Regions from separate parts of the Zea mays genome. Here all the other regions are linked to region 2. Evidence: chromatin contacts called from public Hi-C data. All regions are on one chromosome and are shown on one strand. Each heading gives the region's core, a stretch centred on a gene start, on an enhancer-like site or on the middle of the called end of the contact. The rest is flanking DNA. Distances are from core to core; before and after follow the strand shown.

Evidence for each region. A called contact is a pair of places that touch in the nucleus more often than the background predicts.
Region 1: a contact with region 2 is called in a Hi-C map of ear, with 2.4 times the contacts expected there. The contact joins the promoter of LOC100284227 here to the promoter of LOC100194344 in region 2. A contact is called at or near these places in 3 of 25 Hi-C or Micro-C datasets (ear and leaf).
Region 3: a contact with region 2 is called in a Hi-C map of leaf, with 6 times the contacts expected there. The contact joins the promoter of LOC100277950 here to the promoter of LOC100194344 in region 2. A contact is called at or near these places in 4 of 25 Hi-C or Micro-C datasets (ear, leaf and tassel) and 1 of 3 datasets of contacts at active chromatin or transcription factors (seedling).

Annotation. Positions count from the first base shown.
Region 1 is chr6:137,996,606-138,000,959 of Zm-B73-REFERENCE-NAM-5.0, reverse strand. It overlaps LOC100284227 (serine/threonine-protein phosphatase PP1), which reads right to left and starts at 2,223. Exons shown (of 4, transcript NM_001157122.1): 1 at 1,857-2,223; 2 at 38-597. The coding sequence starts at 2,058.
Region 2 is chr6:138,173,705-138,177,921 of Zm-B73-REFERENCE-NAM-5.0, reverse strand. It overlaps LOC100194344 (60S ribosomal protein L18-like), which reads right to left and starts at 2,004. Exons shown (of 5, transcript NM_001139380.1): 1 at 1,924-2,004; 2 at 1,751-1,840; 3 at 1,300-1,428; 4 at 902-1,084. The coding sequence starts at 1,926. LOC111589643 (small nucleolar RNA snoR53Y) reads right to left here and starts at 659; the gene lies at 584-659. It also overlaps the pseudogene LOC103630067.
Region 3 is chr6:138,045,709-138,049,683 of Zm-B73-REFERENCE-NAM-5.0, reverse strand. It overlaps LOC100277950, which reads right to left and starts at 1,839. Exons shown (of 5, transcript NM_001151388.1): 1 at 1,680-1,839; 2 at 984-1,156; 3 at 434-527. The coding sequence starts at 1,788.

The DNA of each region.
Region 1 (4,354 bases), core at 974-3,473, 180 kb after region 2:
ACTGATAAAACAGGATAGAAGATAGACTTTCACAAACCTGATGAGCTCGGCATATAAGATCGAGATCATTCTTCTCCAAAAACTCTACAAGTTTATCTGCACCAAACGTACACGAGACACCCCTGTCACTCTCCCCCCACCCTTCTCCATCGGGGCTAGGATCAGACCAAAGCAGATCACACAGGAGACCATAATCAGGAATCTCAGCAGGTCGCTCAATATCTTTTATCTGGTCCAAACTAGTCAATTCGGGCGAGAGGCCACCATGCATGCACAGTATCTTGTCATCGATGAGCGCTGCGATGGGCAGGCAGTTGAAGCAATCAGAGAATATCTTCCACAGCCGAACATTGAACCTCCTCTTACATTCGTCATAAAAACCATAGACTCTGTTGATCTTTGCATCCTCGTGGTTACCCCTCAACAGGAAAATATTTTCGGGGTACCGGATTTTGTACGCCAGCAGCAAGCATATAGTCTCCAGGCTCTGTTTGCCTCTATCGACATAGTCTCCGAGGAATACGTAAGTTGAAGCTGGAGGATAACCACCCAAATCGAATAATCTCAGAAGGTCGACAAACTGGCCATGGATATCACCTGCAGGACACCACAACTGATAAGGCGGGACCATTTTGGCTGTAGAAGTAGAATGGGGGTGTTTGAATGCACTAAAATTAATAGTTAGCCACTAAAATTAGTTGAGACATCCAAACACCCCTAGCTAATAGTTCAACTATTCTATTTTTAGTAAATTAGTTAATATTTAGGTAGTTATTTGTTAGCTAGCTAATTTCACTAATAATTTTTAGCTAACTAACTATTAGTTTTAGTGCATTCAAACACCTGCTAATTTACAGATCAAATACATGGTTTGAAAAGAGGACTACATGTTCATGTCAACACAAATTCTCAATCGCACAAGTCAGTACACCTAACTTAAAAAGTGTACTCGAGGGCATTCCCTTGTACCTAAGGGGTATTTGAATGCATTAGAGCTAACACTTAGGGCGTGTTTGGTTAGAGGGACTAAAGATTAGTCTCTAGTTTTTAGTCTCATTTAGTCCCTTTTTTGCCAAACACTAGGACTAAAATATGGACTAAAATGATTTAGTCTTTAGTCCTTCACATATGTGCTAAAAGGGACTAAACCATATTAATTCCACATTTACCCCTCATTTAGTTCAATTGTACTATAGTAGTAGAATGTTAAAGGTCATTTTAGTCTTCTTATGAGTCATTTAGTATATTCTTACTATTTTTAGCCCCTAGAACCAAACATGTTAGGGACTAAACTTTAGTCCCCTAACTAAACTTTAGTCCCTAGACTAAAGAAACCAAACATGGCCTTAGTTGGCTAAAAAAGTTGCTAATGGAATTGGCTAGAAAGTTGCATTAGAGCTATTAGATAATTTGCTAAAAATAGCTAATAGCTGAACTATAAGCTATACTGTTTGGATATCTTCAACTAATTTTAGCAGCTAACTATTATCTCTAGTACCCGATCATTACTCCCGCCAACTTATCCATACTTCCATCAATCATTTCCATGCCTCTCAGGCTGCAAACGTAACATGTAAGGAATGCAGACAGGAAAACATGGCACCGACGGGTTACTCCTATCAAACAACTTTTTTTTTCCCGGGTCGCCCAAATCCAACCGTGACTGAGCAATTCGCCATGGAAGCCCAAAAGTAGCACGACCAAATTACCCTTTCCCCATCCAAAACGGGGAGACCGCAAAGCCGAGGGATGGATGGAATTAGGCGGCGTCCCAAACGAAAAGGGGAAGGACCGAAGGAATCAGGCGGCATCGCCCAGGTAGATACATAGATAGATAAGAGAAAGGCGACGATTACCGCAGATCTTGACTGGGGCGTGGATTCGGAGGAGATTGGGCTGGGAGAGGAGCACCCGCTTGCCCTCTACGCAGAGCTGCCGGATCTCCGCCTCGGACAGCTGCACCTGGCGCCCGCCTCGGCCGCCCTCCACGAGGCGGCGCACCATCTCGTCCACCGCCGCGCCCTCCATCGGCCCCATCGGTGCCCGCGTCATCATCATCTTCCCGCCCCCTTCCTTCCTGCCCGGAGACGGCCGCGGCGTGTGGCGCAGGACGAGAGAGAGAGAGAGAGAGAGAGAGAGGGAGAGAGGAGTGAGGAAGAAGAGGGAGAGGGTGGGTGGGCCCGGGGGCCGTGGGGGGTGGGGAATGTGGATTGTGGAACAAATGGAGGTTGTCGTCGACGAACCGAACAATTCGTCGGGCTGAAGTGTTCAAAACCGCGTGAAGGAGCATCCACCGTTGGTTCCGCGATGGACGGCCTCTGATCAACGAGGCGGATCTCTATCCAACCGTTTTGTCATTTGCTATTGACAAGGAGAATTTTGGAATTACGACATTACGATAATTGGATTTTGTTAAATTGTCATCAAATATATAGGTTTCGTCAAATTATCATCAAATATAAGGGTTTCGTTCTGGTGCCATTATTAACTGGGACACCTACGCTAAAATGTCAAGAAAACAGTTGGGGCGTAACCCTCTTAGCGACGTGCCATATCGAAAGTCGGGTATGATGTTAAATGGGTAAGGGTCGAGACACCACCCACTTGGTGGCACACCGTATCGTGATCTGGATGCGGTGTCAAGTGAGCAAGGATCGGGTCGTCGCTTCCTTAGTGGGCTAGTGGCGCGCTACATCGGCGTCCGGGTGTTGTGACAAATGTACAAGGGTCTTCGCTCCTGTCTCAACGGGTGCGAGGGGTAAGGAAGCTAGTTGAGCCGACTAGGATCCGTGTAGGTAGTTGGAAGGTAGGATCCCTTACAGGTAAGCTAAGAGAGTTAGTCGATGCAGCGAGAAGGAGCCGTGTTAATATCCTATGTGTCCAGGAGACAAAATGTAAGGGCAAAAAGCGAAGGAGGTGGAGAACACTGGTTTCAAACTATGGTACTCAGGAACAGTGGCAAACAAAAAGGAGTAGGTATCCTGATTGATAATACCCTCAAGGATGGAGTGGTGGACGTCAAAAGGCAGGGAGATATGATTATCCTAGTCAAACTAGTTTTGGGATGTAGTCTTGAACATTATAAATGCTTATGCCCCTCAGGTTTGTCTTAGTGAGAGCGAGAAGATGAAGTTCTGGAAAGACTTAGATGACATGGTCAGAGCGGTACCCACCAATGAGAAGCTTTTCATAGGAGGATATCTCAATGGTCATGTAGGTTCAACAAATGTAGATTATGAGCTAGCTCATGCAGGCTTCGGGTATGGTAGTAGGAATCAAGAAGGAGATGATATTTTGGACTTTGTTGTAGCCTACAACCTATTGATAGCCAACACTTTCTTTAGAAAGAGAGATTCTCATTTGGTGACTTTTAGCAGTGGCCATCGTTCGAGCCAGATCGACTTCGTGCTCACAAGGAGAGAAGATAAACAAGCTTGTTTGGATTGTAAGGTGATACCTGGAGAGAGTGTTGAGCCCCAACATAATCTTGTGGTGGCTGACTTCTGTTTTCGGATCAGTACCCATAGGGTTAAACAAGCCAAAATTGCGAGGACGAAGTGGTGGAAACTCAAAGGGGAGACATCCGAAGTTTTTAGGGAAAGAGTTTTTGTGGAGGGCGCTTGGTCCGAAGAAGAACATGCAAACATCATGTGGGTGAAGATGGCAACTTTTATTAAGAAGGTGGCGTCAGAGGTGTTTTGAGTGACCAAAGGGAGCAGCGGTGAATCTGAGGATACTTGGTGGTGGATCGAGGATGTTCAAAAGGCAATAAAGGAGAAAAAAATTTGTTACAGGAGCTTGTTCCATGACAGGAGCGCAGTTAAAATAGAGAGGTATAAGGTGGTAAAGAGGACTGCAAAGCGAGCTATGGGTGAGGCAAAGGGTCGAGCCTATGATGATCTTTACTGAAGACTAAGTACAAAGGAAGGGAGAAAGGTGTTTATAAGATAGCTAGGATCCAGGAAAGGAAGACGAGGGACCTCAACCAAGTTAAATGCATTAAGGATGAGATGGATCAACTCTTGGTGAAAGGACAAGACATCAAACAGAGGTGGCAGAGGTATTTTGACAATATTTTCAATGGTGAGAATGAGACTATGGACATCCAATTGGATGACTCCTTCGATGATTTAAATAGATGTTTTGTACGCAGGATCCAAGAATCAGAGGTCAAAGAAGCTTTAAAGAGGATGAAAGGGGGCAAGGCGATGGGCCCGGATGGTATCCCAATAGAGGTGTTGTTGGGGACTTGTTCTCAAATGCTATGAGTTAAGAACAAGGCAACACAGAGAATGTTAAACAATAAAGTCCTTCGTCCTTTGAAGCATTATTTCCCTTAGGATATAACGATCTT
Region 2 (4,217 bases), core at 755-3,254:
GCACAGCTTGGTAAGAAAATAGTGGACGGCAAATGAGTAAAATTCTTGAATGCGCTCAGATACAAAGGAATAGCACTTATCATGACAACCCACAGAGGGAAGTCTCATAATGAGCTGGGTAAAAACAGTATCATCATTGCAAATGTCATTCAAAAGAATAAGCTGCTACACGACCTTTGTAAAAAAGATCATGAACAGAACAAAAACCATATGCATGCTCAGATAGAAAGGAATTTTTTTATCCCAGACAACCAACAAAGGAAAGTCTAATCGAGATAGGATAAGAAATCCTATCATCATTGATAGGAGTATGTCTATTTACTGAGCCAACTACATGCACAGGTAAAATAGTACAGCACGGAAAGAAAAAATAATACCAAAATATTCTTGAATGAGCTCAAATGCAATGGAAAAGCACATATCATGACAGCCCACTTAGGGAAGTCTGAAAATGAGCTGGGTAGAAAGATTGTCATCACAAAAATCATACAAGACTAAGATCAAAATACAACTCGTAGCAAAAAAAGGATATTACAATTATGAAGATGGAAGTGTTCTAGACGAGTCAAAAAAAATAACAGACAGCTCCCTCAGCACATTGTTATACTCGTCAAAGGACATCAGTATTAGCATGGTTAATATAGACCATCACTGGGAGCCAGAAAATAAGACCAAATGACCAGTAGAAATAGATTAAAATAGAGTTGAAATACTTGCTTCTGTAAGGAATCTTAAAAAGTATCCCGCTAAACAATCAGCGCCTATAGCATGGTTAACTTACACAACACTTAATTGTTGTTAGGAGCATAAGGCTTAACTCTGTTCAGAAACACAATAGTTTAAAATGCAGACTAATGTTCACACAGCTTGTACCGTTCAACATAAAAAAAACAAAGCATACCGTGTTCTCGCCAAGTGGAGCACGAAGAGCAAGCTGGTCAAATGTGAGGCACTCGCCACCAGCATTGACAATCCTGGCCCTTGCTGTCTCCGTGAACCTCAGGGCAGTAACCTTCATTGCTGGAACCTCCTGGATCCTTTTGTCATCTGTGACTGTGCCAACAATGACAGCAATGTTCTTCTCCTGTTAACATACAAGACACTATTTCAGCACCATATCCATGGCCAAATGCAAACCAGCTAGACTAACCATTTTGCTTGTCAGCAATTTTTCATCCACTACTATTAACATACACAACTAATCTGACAATAAAGTAGCACGTGAACAAAAAAAATACAAGCACGTTACATTTCATTTTGCAATAACAGATTGTTCTCGAGTGGCTGTCAGATGCATACCTTTCCTTCCATAAACTTGACAAGGCGGCGCATGGAGATTGGTGGTCGGTTGGTTTTACTCATGAAAAGCCTCTTGAGAATGACAGCGTTGAAATTGCTCTTGGTCCTCCTGACCAAGAAACGGTAGAGCTGCACCCGAGCATAACACAAATCAAAATCGCGGGATACACAAAAACGTAGAACGACATGACACCTTTAATACATGGCAAGCAGATAACCCAAAGGTACTGCACATCTATCTATTATATGAAAGAGAGATGAATTCTTTTTATCTTCCAAAGTCGCTTCAGGCCGATGAAGCTTACAGGATTACTACACCGGCGCAACAAGCAATATCCTCGAAAATGATGCAATTGTTAGCATAACAGTATGGGACTACAGATCACACGGCATTTTCAGAACCAAACACGCGACCACGGGCAGATCTATCGAAGATAACGACGCCGCTTACCTTGACGAGGAGCTTGAGGTAGACATCGTCAGACTTGGGCGCAGTGCGCTTGGTCTTCTTATTCCTCCCACCGGCGACGAGGTCGATACCCTATGACACAGCGCGACATCCGCGTCAGGAAACAGCGCAGAAGCCATCTGGAAAGGGCTGCGAGGAATGGAACGGCTGCTCACCATTCCTGCGGGTGCGGCGGCGCTAGGGTTCCTGCGATTGCTGCTTACCTTGTCCGCCTCCTGCTCGGGAAGGAGAGAGGCGGCGGCGAAAGTGCGAAGTGGAGGATCTTTATAATGTGGGTGAAGAGGAAGACGGGTGGTGCTGCTAGGGTTTTGAATTAGTGGGCTATTGGGCTGTCATACGTGGGCCTTGATGGACTACGGAGATAGACTTTTATGGTCTATTATATTGTTTGGTTCCTTTTGACTAAAGTTTAGTTATGTCACAATAAATATAACAAGTTGAATTTCAAGGATATCATAATTTATGTTTGAAAAATATATTAGAAATTTTTATCAATATTTTATATTTAGTTTTATACCATTAAAGTTATTATTTTATTAGATTTCTAACCTATCAAAATGATTATAAAGAATCATAATATATTTTTTTAGTTACTCTAAAATATGCTATTAGCTACTAACCAACAAATTTGAACAAATAACTTGTTTTTTACGTGAAGAAAAAATAAATTTTGTTAAGGAGTAAATTGAACCAACTTAAAGGAGTGGATGAGTAAGGGTGTGTTTGGTTGGAGAGTCAACTAGAATGGAGCGATTCTATTCTAGTTTTTGAGAATACAATCGTTTTATCCTGCATTTGGCAAGTAGAGTGAAGTCCCTCCATTTTTTGTTTGGTTAAAAAGTAGAATAGAGTGAAGACGCTTCGTTCTTTGTTTGGTTAGAGAGTCATATGAGTATAGAGGGGATGAGAGGGAGCAGAGCGCTCGCATTCGGAAAAGCGCTCACATCTGGTCGTTTTTATAGAGCGGGAATATTCTAACTATTTATGTTAAATTTTCATATGGAAACTCTAGGAACCGCTCCACTCTTTTTTCTGTTGAAAATCAAACATCCAGAAAATAAGATGGAGTCGCTCCATTCTTCTTAAGTGTTCTAAAAATTAGTTTAGAGGTTTATGCGAACATTAAGAGTAATTTGGAATTTTCCTAATTAAAAAGACGTTAGAGTAAGAAGGATAATACCACCTATAAATAAGCTGAGAGCTATTAAAAGGAGTACTGCATAGAAAAAAATTCAACGGTTGTCAAAAGCAATCGGAGGCCCTTCCAAACCTCCGTCGGACACTCACCCTCTCCGGCATGGCTGAACCTACGTCGACGCAGTCGCCAGCGCAGACGCCGCCCCCGCCATCGGCGCAGCAGACTCCCGTGGAGGGCGGGCGCGCGGACCTGCTGCCGTGCCTGCCCGCGCGCGAGCTCCAGGCCGTCGACCGCTCCCTCCGGTCCTCCCACCAGAGTACGGAGTGCCGACCCCCCATCATTTCCTCCCTCTCTTCCTCTCTACTTCGCTCTGCGCTGCTGCGGCACTAGCCAAGCCTCGTGGTGCTCGTTCGGTCCACGGCGCCGTCGCGCGCCAGGTGTGCGTTGTTTTGCCTACGAGAATCCGAGATGGATGACGGGGCCTTCCTCTTTCTAGAGGGATATTTTGCATCTTTCTTGTTCCCAGGCAAATGCATAGCGATTAGTTGATTAGGTCCTGAGACTGAGGAGAACGAATCTTGTATCATTTTTTATATGCGGACTTAAATTGTGCACAATGGTTATTAGATAAGTAAAATTGCACTTTGACATTCGGTCCTACCAAACAGGATATTTAAGTGTCGCGGTTTCTACTGAGTTGCACGGTTGATGTTGAAAGGCACGCGAGGGATTTCATGGAGGCTGCGAAGAAGCTCCAGTCTTATTTCATCAGCCTGCAGCGTGAGGATCAACCAAATGCAGAAGAGATGCTTCGGAAGGTATGTTTCGCTTCATGTTCCTATGGTTAGGAGTGCAGTAGGGTGGGTCGGTTAAACTAAAGTGGGGATAGTATGGAGGATTGACTCATCTTCTCATTTGTAGTAGGATGGACATTTCACGTGATTCAATGAGCCCAACTAATCATTTTTTGTTGGTGCTATCCTTATTCCTTAGGAATAGCTAACTTTAATCACTGTTGGGCACCAAAAAGAGCTAGCGGACGGTTCGGTCCTAGGGCCGGACGGTCCGCGGTCCGGACAGTCCGCGTCTATGGGCCGGACGGTCCGCGCGCGCAGAACAGATTAGGGTTCCGAGTTTCTTGCCGTGTTTGTTAGCGAAATTCGCGGGATTAGCTCGGGGAGTTTGTTTGTAACGTGTCCAGCCCCCCTCCTCTATAAATACAGAGGTATACGGCCGATTTATAATCATCAATCGAACCTTCAATCAATACAATTTATATTTATTCTTAGGAATAGTTCTAGTCTAGTTCTA
Region 3 (3,975 bases), core at 590-3,089, 130 kb after region 2:
CTGTTACGAAGTTTGAGAACGTTGCTAGTTACCATTATATACTGAACAGAACTTCATATTCAATGGGTGGACCACAAGAACATGTTGATACCCTACTTACTGATTAATTCCAAGTACTGTAACACTATGTGACATAGCATTTCTCCAGCAACAAAGAGAAACCATGAAGGGACATTAGAATTCTTGTGACTTGCATTTAGTCCACTTTCAAAAGACATGCCAATAGTTATTATAAAGTACACATGGAAGTATTGAAGTGTTAATATGCAATAGATTAAATTAACCTAAATTATAATGTCTCCAAGTAAAAGTAAGTGGTCAACATCAAGCTATTTAGTCTAGAAGAGCTACAACATTGGCACATAAGGATACATCGTTAAATCAGTTATTAAACAAGAAATGTAGAAGAAGGGTGTTTTAGCCAGCATCTTACATTTTTCATCAGTCCTCTTTCTTCTTTCTCGAGGTACAAAGGTGCCATCAGCCTTTGCTATAATATCTGATTTGGTCTTGGCATATTGAATTCTCTGGATTGAAACAATAAAGGTTTCAGGAGCAAAGCAATAAAAAAATATAACGTGAGTCAGTGACACAGTTTCGTGGAGCCTAAATGCAATGCAGCTACACAGACAAAAATACACTTCCATACCATAATGAGTTGAATGCTTGACAACATGGCATAGTTTGATTTAGTTTAGAATCATCTCAAGATAAGTGTTAATGTACCTACAGCATGTAACCCTAACAAACTAATTTATTAGTTAGAGGTCTTAAAATTTGCATGGGTAAATACAACATAAAGGTGACCTTCCGAATGCCAATAAGCTTTTGCTGGTTTCCTGAGCCATAAAAGAATGACAGAAAGGAAGGACAACAAAAGATGTTCTTTCTGAACATGTATATCACAAAACCCAATAAACCAGCCCATTGAGCCAAAGACAGCAACATATTGCAGCTCAGTTGTATTGAGCTATAAAACTCACCATAGTTTTGTCATAGAAGGGAAAGCCCTGCATCCTCTTCAGAGCCTCAGTAGCTGATGCGACATCTTCGAAGACAACCCAAGCTTGACCTTTATGCTTCAAAGTCTTGAAAGCAAGCACATCAAGAATTTTCCCAAACTGGGAAAAAACGGCTGTTAGGGACTTCTTAAGTTCTGCAAAGATTTAAGCAAATTACTATCAGCTATAACAATAGGATAAAATTACGAATGAACATAAACACAAACATGAGTGCGAATAGGTTTTCAATTGCTGCAGCAAGTATATGTAAAAAAGAATATTGCCACAACAAGAGTGCATGATATAGCTGCCTAGGCCCAAAATTTCAGCAGCAAACAACCTCACTTAATATCTAACACAATTTCGATAGTACAAAAACACCCACACAATCCGCACCCCAAAGGCAGCAACAGCAACCGCTACCTGAAGCACTCTATGACCATCACATGCACAGACTAGTCGGGCACAATATACTCACGCGTACATTCCATGGACTAACACCAGCCCACCCCAAACCCATGGAAAAACGCCAGAGATTTCCATTGCCCAACTACTAGGGCACGGCGCCCACATCGACATTCTAAGATGCAAATCCCCCGACGGAGCCGCAAAAACTAAAGACAAATCGACATAAATCCCTAGGGTTTAGCGAAGGAGCGGAGCGGGGGAGTAGGAGACCTTCGAGCTTGATCTTCTCGTTGAGGTTGTTGATATAGATGGTGACGTTCGGCGGGATGCCATTCGCCTCTCCTTCGCCTCCGCCCACGGCCGCCGCCTCACCGCTCATCTCGCTTCTCTCCTCGCACGGCGCTCGTCTAGCTCGAGAACTTTCTCTCTCCTCGCCTCTCGCTTCCTCTCTGCTCGTTGTCGCGATGGGCTTTGCTTTGTTTTTTCTACTATCCTTGAGTAGAGCTTGGGCCTTGGTTTGTCCTATTTGGGCCTTCGATAGACAATGGGCCTCAGCACCCCGTTCCCTGGTCTCTTCTCGCTGGCGCTTCTCACCGCAGCTGAGCGGCTGAGCCCGTTACGCGGCTACGGGCAGCGCATCGTGTACTACCCCGTGGCTACGATTATATTAAGATACACTGAGACATTGAAAGACTAATTATCATTCTATACTTTTACAGAAAACCTTATCAACATTAAAAATAATTGTTATAAGATATAAATTTTATAAAAAAGATAAAAAAGTATTGTAGAAAAGGCATAATAATCTATTATATTGTTCTAAAGGATACAAAGGGTCTGTTTGTTTCGGCTTCTGTCAGCTTCTGGCCACCAAAAGCTGCTGCGGACTGCCAAACGCTCAGCTTTTTAGCCATCTTCTATAAAATTCGTTGGGGCAAAAACCATTCAAAATCAACATAAACACATAATCGGTTGAGTCGTTGTAATAGTAGGAATCCGTCCCTTTCTAGATCCTGAGCCCTATGAACAACTTTATCTTTCTCCACACGTAATCGTAATGATACTCAGATTCTCCCCACAACCAGATTCTTCCGACAACCAGATTTTCAGAAAAGCTGGTCAGAAAAAAGCTGAACCAAACAGGCCCAAAGAGAACTGGAGAAGAGGGAGGCAGAGCCTATAGTTTGGTACCCACTGCCTTGATTCCTCAAACCGGGAAATTGTTATGCCTTTATTCTTGCTATACACCGAGCACTATATGACATGCAATTGAGATGGTATATGTTGTTCACTTGTTCTCAAATGTTGTGAATCAAGAACAAATCAACACAATTGTTAATTGTTACGGATTTTCGTCTTCCGAAGCATTATCTCCGATGGCTATAATGCTTATCAGACGAAGGTCAAGAAGGATATACCTTCATCATTCAATACATGAACAGGAATGCGAGGAGATGAATATGATAACTGTATTTTAATAATTCATTTATTCTTGTATTCCATAAAACCTATATGAATATCGACAATGTTAATATTACATTGATACATTCGGCTTGCTTGAAGGCGAGGATGCGAGATAGTAAATTCAATCCAGCGTGCACAGTACGATGATACTGTTCATCTATTTATAGGCACGGGACGCAGCCCAAGTAAAAGTACATTTATGTCCTCATCATTTACACATGATCGTAATACATGTTATTAAGGACTAAGCAGTTTTTCCTCTTTCGATCATCTTCATTGCGAGCCAAAGCTGTTCATCTCGTGATAGCTTCGGCATTTACTTTTATCCTCTTTGGATCTATATTCATCTTGCGTCCCTTCGTCATAAGGAAGAAGCTTGTATCTTTCAGACGAAGATTCCTGTAATAACTTGTGCTGGAAACAAATAGTTAGTTGTGTTTTTTAGGACCTTCGGAAGGAGAAGACCCCCAACAATATATTAGTCCCAAAAACGTACAAGCACGTCCCAGGATAAAATCCAGCAGGAAGGCAAATACAACATTTGTGCACAATAGATAGACCTGAAAAAACAAATGTTGAACAACATTATGGGCACGGGTTTGGCTGCGCACTGGCTTTGCCAGCCATGGTCCAACACGTGGCCATTTGCATCTGCCCTCGTCCAGACACCCGTTTGGCAGCCCTAGCGTGCATATCTTGGCAAGAATCATGTGTATGGTCTCTTCACTGTGCCAAGGCCTCCTGGTTTGTGTGAGTCCCGAGTGTAGATATGGCCAGTATCAAAAGATCTTGGAGTGTCAAGTTGGCACTGTTTGCAGTGTCGATTCCAATATAAAACCTATGCCAAATCATGTCAAATGATCTTGTCTTGGGTTCAAAATTTTCTAGGGCGTGCCTTGGATATTTTTGCGCCACTTTGTCAATTGGGACACATGGTTTTGAGCTCTACAACTATATGAACGTGTAGGAGTTTATTGGAGGGGCTGAATTTCAATTGGGTAAAAATCCTAATTTTTCTTTTGTTTCTCACTTTGTTTTGACATATTTGGAGATTTTGCCAGCCCTTTTTGGGTATCACTCTTACTAACTTTTATTAGATATT